Linked DNA regions of Mus musculus: region 2 is linked to region 1. A link is a contact called in public HiChIP or PLAC-seq data. All regions are on one chromosome and are shown on one strand. Each heading gives the region's core, a stretch centred on a gene start, on an enhancer-like site or on the middle of the called end of the contact. The rest is flanking DNA. Distances are from core to core; before and after follow the strand shown. Region 1 overlaps 1700026D11Rik (RIKEN cDNA 1700026D11 gene). Region 2 holds the start of Lrrn4 (leucine rich repeat neuronal 4).

Region 1 (3,252 bases), core at 636-3,135:
CAAGAACCTGAGATGGATAGATCGTGGTTCTGGTATTTCTGTTAAAGGAACATCGCAGTCAAAACGACTCCTAATATCATCCTGTTACAACCACAGATCACTCTCCTCACTCAGCCACCTTCATAGAAGCTGCTTCTTGCAGTAGATAGAACCTAACATGGAGACCCAAAACTGGACAACGTGTAGGGAGTGAGAGACTGGAGTGCCCAAGCCTAAATAGGATGTCTTCATCAAACCCCTTCCTTTAAGGCTCGGGGTTCTTTGTGGAAGAGAAGATAGAAAGATAAGAGCCAGAAAGGACGGAGGACACCAAGAAACAGTGGTTTTCAGACACAGCAGGACTGCACACCTATGAACTCAGAGAGACTGTGGCAGTACAAACTGAGCCTACACAGGTCCAAGCCAGACAGGGTGCCAGTACTGAGTGGCAGAAGTGGACACAGGTTCCCACCACTAACCAAGAAACTACCTGCAATTGATATCTACTTGCAAAGGAAAAATTAGTTTTCTCCAGTGGAGCATCACTGAGTGCACCCAGGTGGGCCCCATGCCAAGCGTAGTTGGCCAACACAAAACCAACTCAACGGTGTTTTCGGAGAAGCTTTTTCTTTTAACTCATTTTGCTAGGTTTGGGCTTTGGAGGTGGTTTTTGTTGTTTTTGTTTTTCTGTTTGTTTTATTGGTGTTTTGTTTGTTTCAATTTTTGGTTTTTTGTTTGTTTCTTGGGCTCTTTGTTTTTTAAAGAGACAAAGGGTGTGGAGTAGGGAGGTGGAACAGTAGGGAGAACCTGGGGGGAGTTGGGGGAGGAAAACTTAGAATGTGAAGAAATATGGAAAAAAATGTAATCTTAGGAAATACAAAGAAAATGCAAAACGGCAACAACAAACAACCTAGCCATTACCGCAGTGTGGGGAAGTCAGCCCTGTTCACCACAGCACTGGTGGAGGGCGGGGGGGGGGGGAGGGGGGAGCAGCCCTGTTCATGACAGCACTGGTGGAGGGCGGGGGGGGGGGGGGGGGGGAGGGGGGGGAGCAGCCCTGTTCATGACAGCACTGTGGGGAAGTCATCCCTGCTCTGTCTTTTGACCCATGAACAAAGGCTGTCTTTTCACTTACTTGAAATTTCTTTATTTGAATGCTGCTTTGTATTTTTTGCAGAATATAAATTTTATACTTTTAAAAAATGTATTCCTACATATTTTGCTTTCTGTGATTGCTATTTAAAAAAATAGAACCATTTTCTTAAATTGCTTTTGTTGATAGTATAGAGGAATGGTTATTTTTATATATTGAATTTACATTCTACAGTCTTGACAAGCCATCGTTTTTAGTGACATTTTCATAATTTTCTAGGCATAAGATGAAGTGTCCTGTCAATAACTGTAGTTTTATTTCCTCTTTTTCAGTTGGAATCCTTTTGTTTCTTCTTCTTGCCAACTTTCTTCCTAGAACGTCCAACTCACTGTTGAATAGAAATATCTCTCGAAGGTGGTATCCTCGTCTTCCTGTTCATCTGTGGGCTTTCATGGGTGTCCTCTATCGGCAGGAGGTGTGTTCTCTTTTTGGTCCTCCCTCAACAACTGTTTTCCTTATGAAGAGGCACTAGATTTATGTACCCCATACTTTTTCTGTGTCTATTGGGATGGCCATGTGTTTTTTAAACATTTATCTCATTAAGATGTGCCTTATTAATTTTCTGCATCGGTCTTGTTTTTGAGGTAGCCTGTCCCTGAGTCTAGCCCTTCACATCTTGATGCCTTAGGTTCCAAGGGTGAACCTCAAGTGTTAAGAGGATCTTAATCTTGTGCTGCTGCAAGATCCCTCTGCTATCTCTTTGTTGAAGAGTTTTGAATCTGTATTAGTAAGATGCGTTGGCCTGTGGTTTCCTGTTTGCGTCTTTATCTTTTGACACCAGGCTGAGCAGCAGCTGCGCCCTGGGCTTAAAGGCTCATCTTCTCTCCGTGTGTGTGTGGGGGGGGGGGGGGGCGGGGGGGCCCAGTCTTCAGAGTCAGGAAGTCCCTCTCACGTGGTCGAGTTCCAGAGACCAAGCTCCTGTCGCTTTAGATCCTGAGTGTTGTGGAGGGGCTCCACGGAGCAAGAACCTTCCAAGCCCTCACAGCCTGGAGCACCTCTGGGTCCGTTCAGTGGGAGCGTCTCCAGGAGAGCCCCTCCCTCCCGGGACTCACTTGAAGATGAGCAAACAGCACCAAGCCAGTGAAAACTGCTTCCACGGCTCTGAAGGGAGAGGAGAGGGGATTCCTTGTGCATGGCTTACATCCCCCGTGGGCAGCCATTCTAAAGCACTTGCTTAGACGTGGATAACTCACAGGCACTTCAGGGATGGGATGGAGGACATAAACTGGTGGGGTCACTTTGGCCTTTACCAGTGAAGTGGAGGCTGCAATTTCATAGCCAGACATCTTGACATGGGAACCCGAGGGGAAGGGGGAATCGTCCTCAGCGCAGCAAAGCTGAATGGAACCCAGCTGTACGTTAACGGGAGACATAAACGGCAAACTGTGCATTCATGGGGAAAAGAAACGGCAAAGTGTGCGTTAGCAGGAGAGACAAACTATGGTAGGAACAGTGTGAGAGACCAACGCCTTTGTAGCAGTAGAGATGTGCAAACCAAAAACAACTACATGTTTCGATGTAGCAAAGTCCCTGATAAGGGCTGGAGGGCCACACCCCTTAAAAGATGCACAAAATTGCCTGCACCAAGGCAAAACAAACAAACAAACAAAACAAAACAAACAAAAACTATAGGCAACATATGAAGAAGGGAAAGGATGGAGAATGGGAATTCGCCAGATAGGATTGCTGGGGATGGCAGGGGCGGAAAAAGACTGGAAGAAATAGCCGTGGGGTCTGTATGAGGAGGTGTGTACAGCTGGGCTGGGCACTGTCACAGCGCTGTCATAGTGCCCAGCCTAGCCCAGCTGTCCCTTGCATCATTTGCACAATTTATGTGTTCTTTCAGGTACAGAAAACAATGTTTGATACCTCGATTTTAGGTATCATGAGAGCCTGGGCTATAGCTCTTCTCCCTTCCTCCAGATCCCTTCATGCTAAAAACAGATTTAAACAAAACCCCGCTAAGAGCTAAGACAGCGAGAATGAGCCCCGGGGACTGTACAGAGAGAAGCCCAGAAGGAGAAACTATGCCAAGCAAGGCCTGCTGGGAAGCCACCAGAAAAGCCTCCCCTGGAGAGGGACAACATGACCCAGATTGCTGGAAAAAAAAACAAAAACAA
Region 2 (3,523 bases), core at 197-2,696, 370 kb after region 1:
CAGCGCCAGCGAGCGCAGGCTGCTCCCCGAGGGCCCCGCGCAGGGCGGCAGCTCGGTCAGCAGGTTGTGACTGAGGTCGAGCTCACGCAGCTCGGCCAGCGTGTCACGGCCCCAGTGTAGCACGGAGATGCGGTTGTGGTGCAGCGTGAGTACGCGCAGCTCGGGCAGGCGGCCGAGCACAGGCTCGCTAAGGGCGCGCAGCAGGTTGTGGCTGCCATCGAGGCTGCGCAGCGTGCGCGGCAGGCAGCTAGGCAGGCTCTCCAGGCTGCGGTTCGCCAAGTTCAGAGTGGTGACTCCCGCGGCGGGGAGTCCTACACAGAGAGAGTCGGTAGGGTGGCGGTCGAGGCTGTCCCAGTCTCCCTGCTGAGTGAGTCGGAAGAGGGGGATCCGGTCCTGGGAGATCCTTTCCAGGCTCTGGCTCTGCGCCATCAGCAGTTGTAGCAGGAGCTGCAGCAGCTGCAGCATCAGCGTCCACCGCATGTCAAGTCTCTAGGGAAAGACTACAGAGGGCCCATGGTTTCAGAGGAAGCCCCGAACGAAAGGCACACAAAGTTCCTGTAGTGTGTGTGTGTGTCCGGGGAGGAAGTAACCCCCACCCTCATCCCCACCCTCACCCTCGTCCCCACCCCCACCTCGTTTCTGTCAGTGAGCAGGTGGAGACGAGCGTTTTCCTCATCTCTGGTGCAAGATCCATCACACACCTGCTTGTCCTTGCTTTTCCAGCAGGAGTCTTCCCTGTCTTTTCCATGCCTGGCCTGACTCTTCCAAGACCCCCGCCCTCATGCTTCCGTGTGCTCCTTCTCTGAGTTTTCGAGAGAAGGTTGTTTTCTCTTCCTCTGTAACACCCCCCCCCCCACTTCCCCCACCCCAGGTTAAGCAGCTTCGTTCTAACCGTGAACACATCCAGACTAAACCTCTGCTGAGATTAAAAGTATGGACTCAAGGAAGATTTAGTTGTACCTAGAAACCATCATCTGGCTAACTTTTCATAATACAAGGGTCCTGCCACTTCTGGTGTCTCTTTCTTAAGAGAAGCTCAGGGTTGCCTTCAGAAGAAGATAGGAGCCCTAGACACCCGCAAGATTTGGGATCCTGGTCCCAGATAGGTTCTAACAGAAGCCAGCACTGGGTGTCAGCCCTTTGCAGGAGGGATTGATTGCCCAGCCCTGTTAGCTGTGCAGGGCAGGAAGTCACTGTCTGATAGCCCACATTACTGCAGATTCCCACCCTGGCTCCCTGCTGAACACTGATATGAACAGTGAGCCACCATTAAGGCTCCTAGGGCAAGGCTCCCCTCTTAGTAGGGAGTTAAAGTGATGAGAACGTTGCTGGGAATTGGAGCCAGGTGCTAATGTATCCTGTAGTATGCCATACTTACCAGGCAGCTGTCCCAGTGGGATGTGGCGCGCCCTTTTAGGTCCTCAGTCTTTGGAATACTGTAGGAACCAGTGACCTCCCGGGTCAGCTCTGAATGTCAGAGGGAAGAAGCCAGGTTCCCGGCTGCCCCTCCTCCAGCTCCATCCAGGAGGAGCTTGAGACACTCCTGCCCCGAAGCCCCTCCTTCCCCACCAAGAATTCTGTTGTTTTCTATCCCCCTTCCTCCCTCTCGCCTCAGGCCTCTCTTTCCATAGACCTGGCATTCCCAGCTCCAGCCCCACCCCCACTCCTCCCCGTCCTCTTTCTTTGCTAAACTTCTCCCAAGCTTGAGAAAAGAAGCCAGCAGGAAGAGCAGTACTCAGTAAAGCAGCACGCTCACCTCACAGGAATCTTAGTCTCCCTTCTAGGTGATTCCAGCCATCCCAGGCCCACCAGGACGACTGGGAGCATGCTGGGCTATTGTCCTCAGTTCTTTGTATATAGACCCTGGGACCAGAGCCTCCAGTTTTTCCCCCTGTCAGCGCTTATCTTTGGGCATCTCTGAGAAGTCCCAGGAACCTTTCAAACTGGTCTGATGAGATTACTAGTCCCTGGTGGTTTCATTTGATGTCCTCTTTATGCAGTGTCTCAAAGATAAGTGTTTCGGTCTAGGCTGGCTGAGACCTGGTTAGAAGCATTCCTCGGCCTGAGCCAGGTTAAGGGGAGTCTGCTCAGTGCTCTCTGTAGGGAAGCGGCCAGGAGGTCTGGGTCCTGGCCCTGGTGGTAGAAACCCGACACCACTGGTTGATCAGGGAGGGAGGGATGGGTGAGAGGGAGGTGTAGAAGACCAGGAAAAGATGGAAAAGGGAAGGGGATGGAGACTGGCTCCTGTGGCCCAGCCATGAAATCCTCAATGCTTTGGACAGAGTTGCATACCCAAGAATCAAAGCCTCAGACTTCTCTCAATATTAAATATGCTCTGTTCATCCTGGTCAAGCCATTGCCTCCACTGAAGTCAGCATGGGTAGCTGATTTCAGTTGGAGACACCAGATAAGAAGGACCAGAACCCATTAAAATATAAGTACCCTGTTTAGATAGACCACAAGGAGGAAAAGACGTTGTCTTAGTCAGGGTCACTGCTAGATCCCAGGTTCATAAGCATTCTCTCATCGAATCTTCTCAAGGTACTGCCCACAATCCCATGATAAGGAAACCAAAGTCCCGAGTTGACTGGGCTCTGGAGCAGATGATGGGTGAGCCATCTGGGTATTCTGAACCAAAAGGTGTTCTGTTGCTCTCAGTGGACCCAGTGTATTTCCTCGTAAGATAACCGTTCTTAGCTACTCAGATAAATCCATATCACTTAAGACACTAAAATATTTAGAAAGTCTCCTTTTGTCTATGAGCTGACTTCTTGGGCATAGTAGGATGAGGAAGTGCCACTGTATGGCACTTGGGAGCTTTTCAGGGACACCGAAGAACTCTGTTGCAGTCCTTTCTCTTGTAGCACTGCAGGAGCATAGGAAAAGGTGACATACGTGTTTTACCATAGGAGGATGTTGCATGTAATGATTAAAAATCAATCCGGGGCGGGGGGTGGGGGTGGGGGGGTGGAGAGGTGGCTCAGCAGTTAAGAGCACCGACTGCTCTTCCAAAGGTCCTGAGTTCAAATCCCAGCAACCACACGTTGGCTCACAACCATCTATAATGAGATTGGATGCCCTCTTCTGGTGTGCCTGAAAACAGCTACAGTGTACTTACATATATAATAAATAAATTTTTAAAAAATATTTAAAAACCAACAAACAAACAATCCATGCTAATGCCAGCTATGCTCCAGTACCGCGGTCTCCCCTCCCCCAATGGGAGCTACAAGCTTCCGGCTTCCTTGTTTCCCTGCCTCTGAACTGCTCTATCTTCCCAGCCACTCACCTCCTGTGGCTAGCTGTCACAAATCCCTGTAACCCAGTAAAATAAAAATTCCAGAGGTTTGTAATTTATCAGTCAGATTTATAACTAAATTCTTAACTCATAGAACGCCCACTCAAAGAACTCAAAACTCGGTTGATAATGATATAAGCTGTCCATCTAGATTGGACAAATTGTCCTATATTATTCTATTAACTATCTGTGGCTCTTTCAAGCCACCTGGAACCTGTTTATCCT

The links. HiChIP or PLAC-seq counts read pairs in DNA pulled down with a chosen protein or histone mark.
Region 2: an H3K4me3 HiChIP or PLAC-seq map of pro-B cells shows a contact between it and region 1, with 5 times the contacts expected there. The contact joins the promoter of Lrrn4 here to the enhancer-like site in region 1. A contact is called at or near these places in 2 of 39 promoter capture datasets (the HPC-7 cell line and embryonic stem cells), 1 of 15 datasets of contacts at CTCF or cohesin (large pre-B cells), 3 of 484 Hi-C or Micro-C datasets (colorectal tumor organoids and embryonic stem cells), 10 of 115 datasets of contacts at active chromatin or transcription factors (the 230-238 cell line, the HPC-7 cell line, double positive thymocytes and 5 more) and 4 of 9 other capture datasets (adipose tissue, embryonic stem cells, macrophages and 1 more).

The regions. Positions count from the first base shown.
Region 1 is chr2:132,510,671-132,513,922 of GRCm38.p6, forward strand. 1700026D11Rik (RIKEN cDNA 1700026D11 gene) reads left to right here. Exons shown (of 4, transcript NR_028286.1): 2 at 1,405-1,547. Among named protein-coding and RNA genes, the nearest start is that of 1700026D11Rik, 22 kb to the left of the region's middle. Within about 2 kb of position 1,886, at least 100 of the 459 cell types and tissues checked have an H3K27ac peak or open chromatin away from gene starts, as enhancers often do. A contact at or near this core is called in the 230-238 cell line, the HPC-7 cell line, double positive thymocytes and 1 more, where this site is marked.
Region 2 is chr2:132,879,416-132,882,938 of GRCm38.p6, forward strand. Lrrn4 (leucine rich repeat neuronal 4) reads right to left here and starts at 1,447. Exons shown (of 5, transcript NM_177303.4): 1 at 1,379-1,447; 2 at 1-500. The coding sequence starts at 480.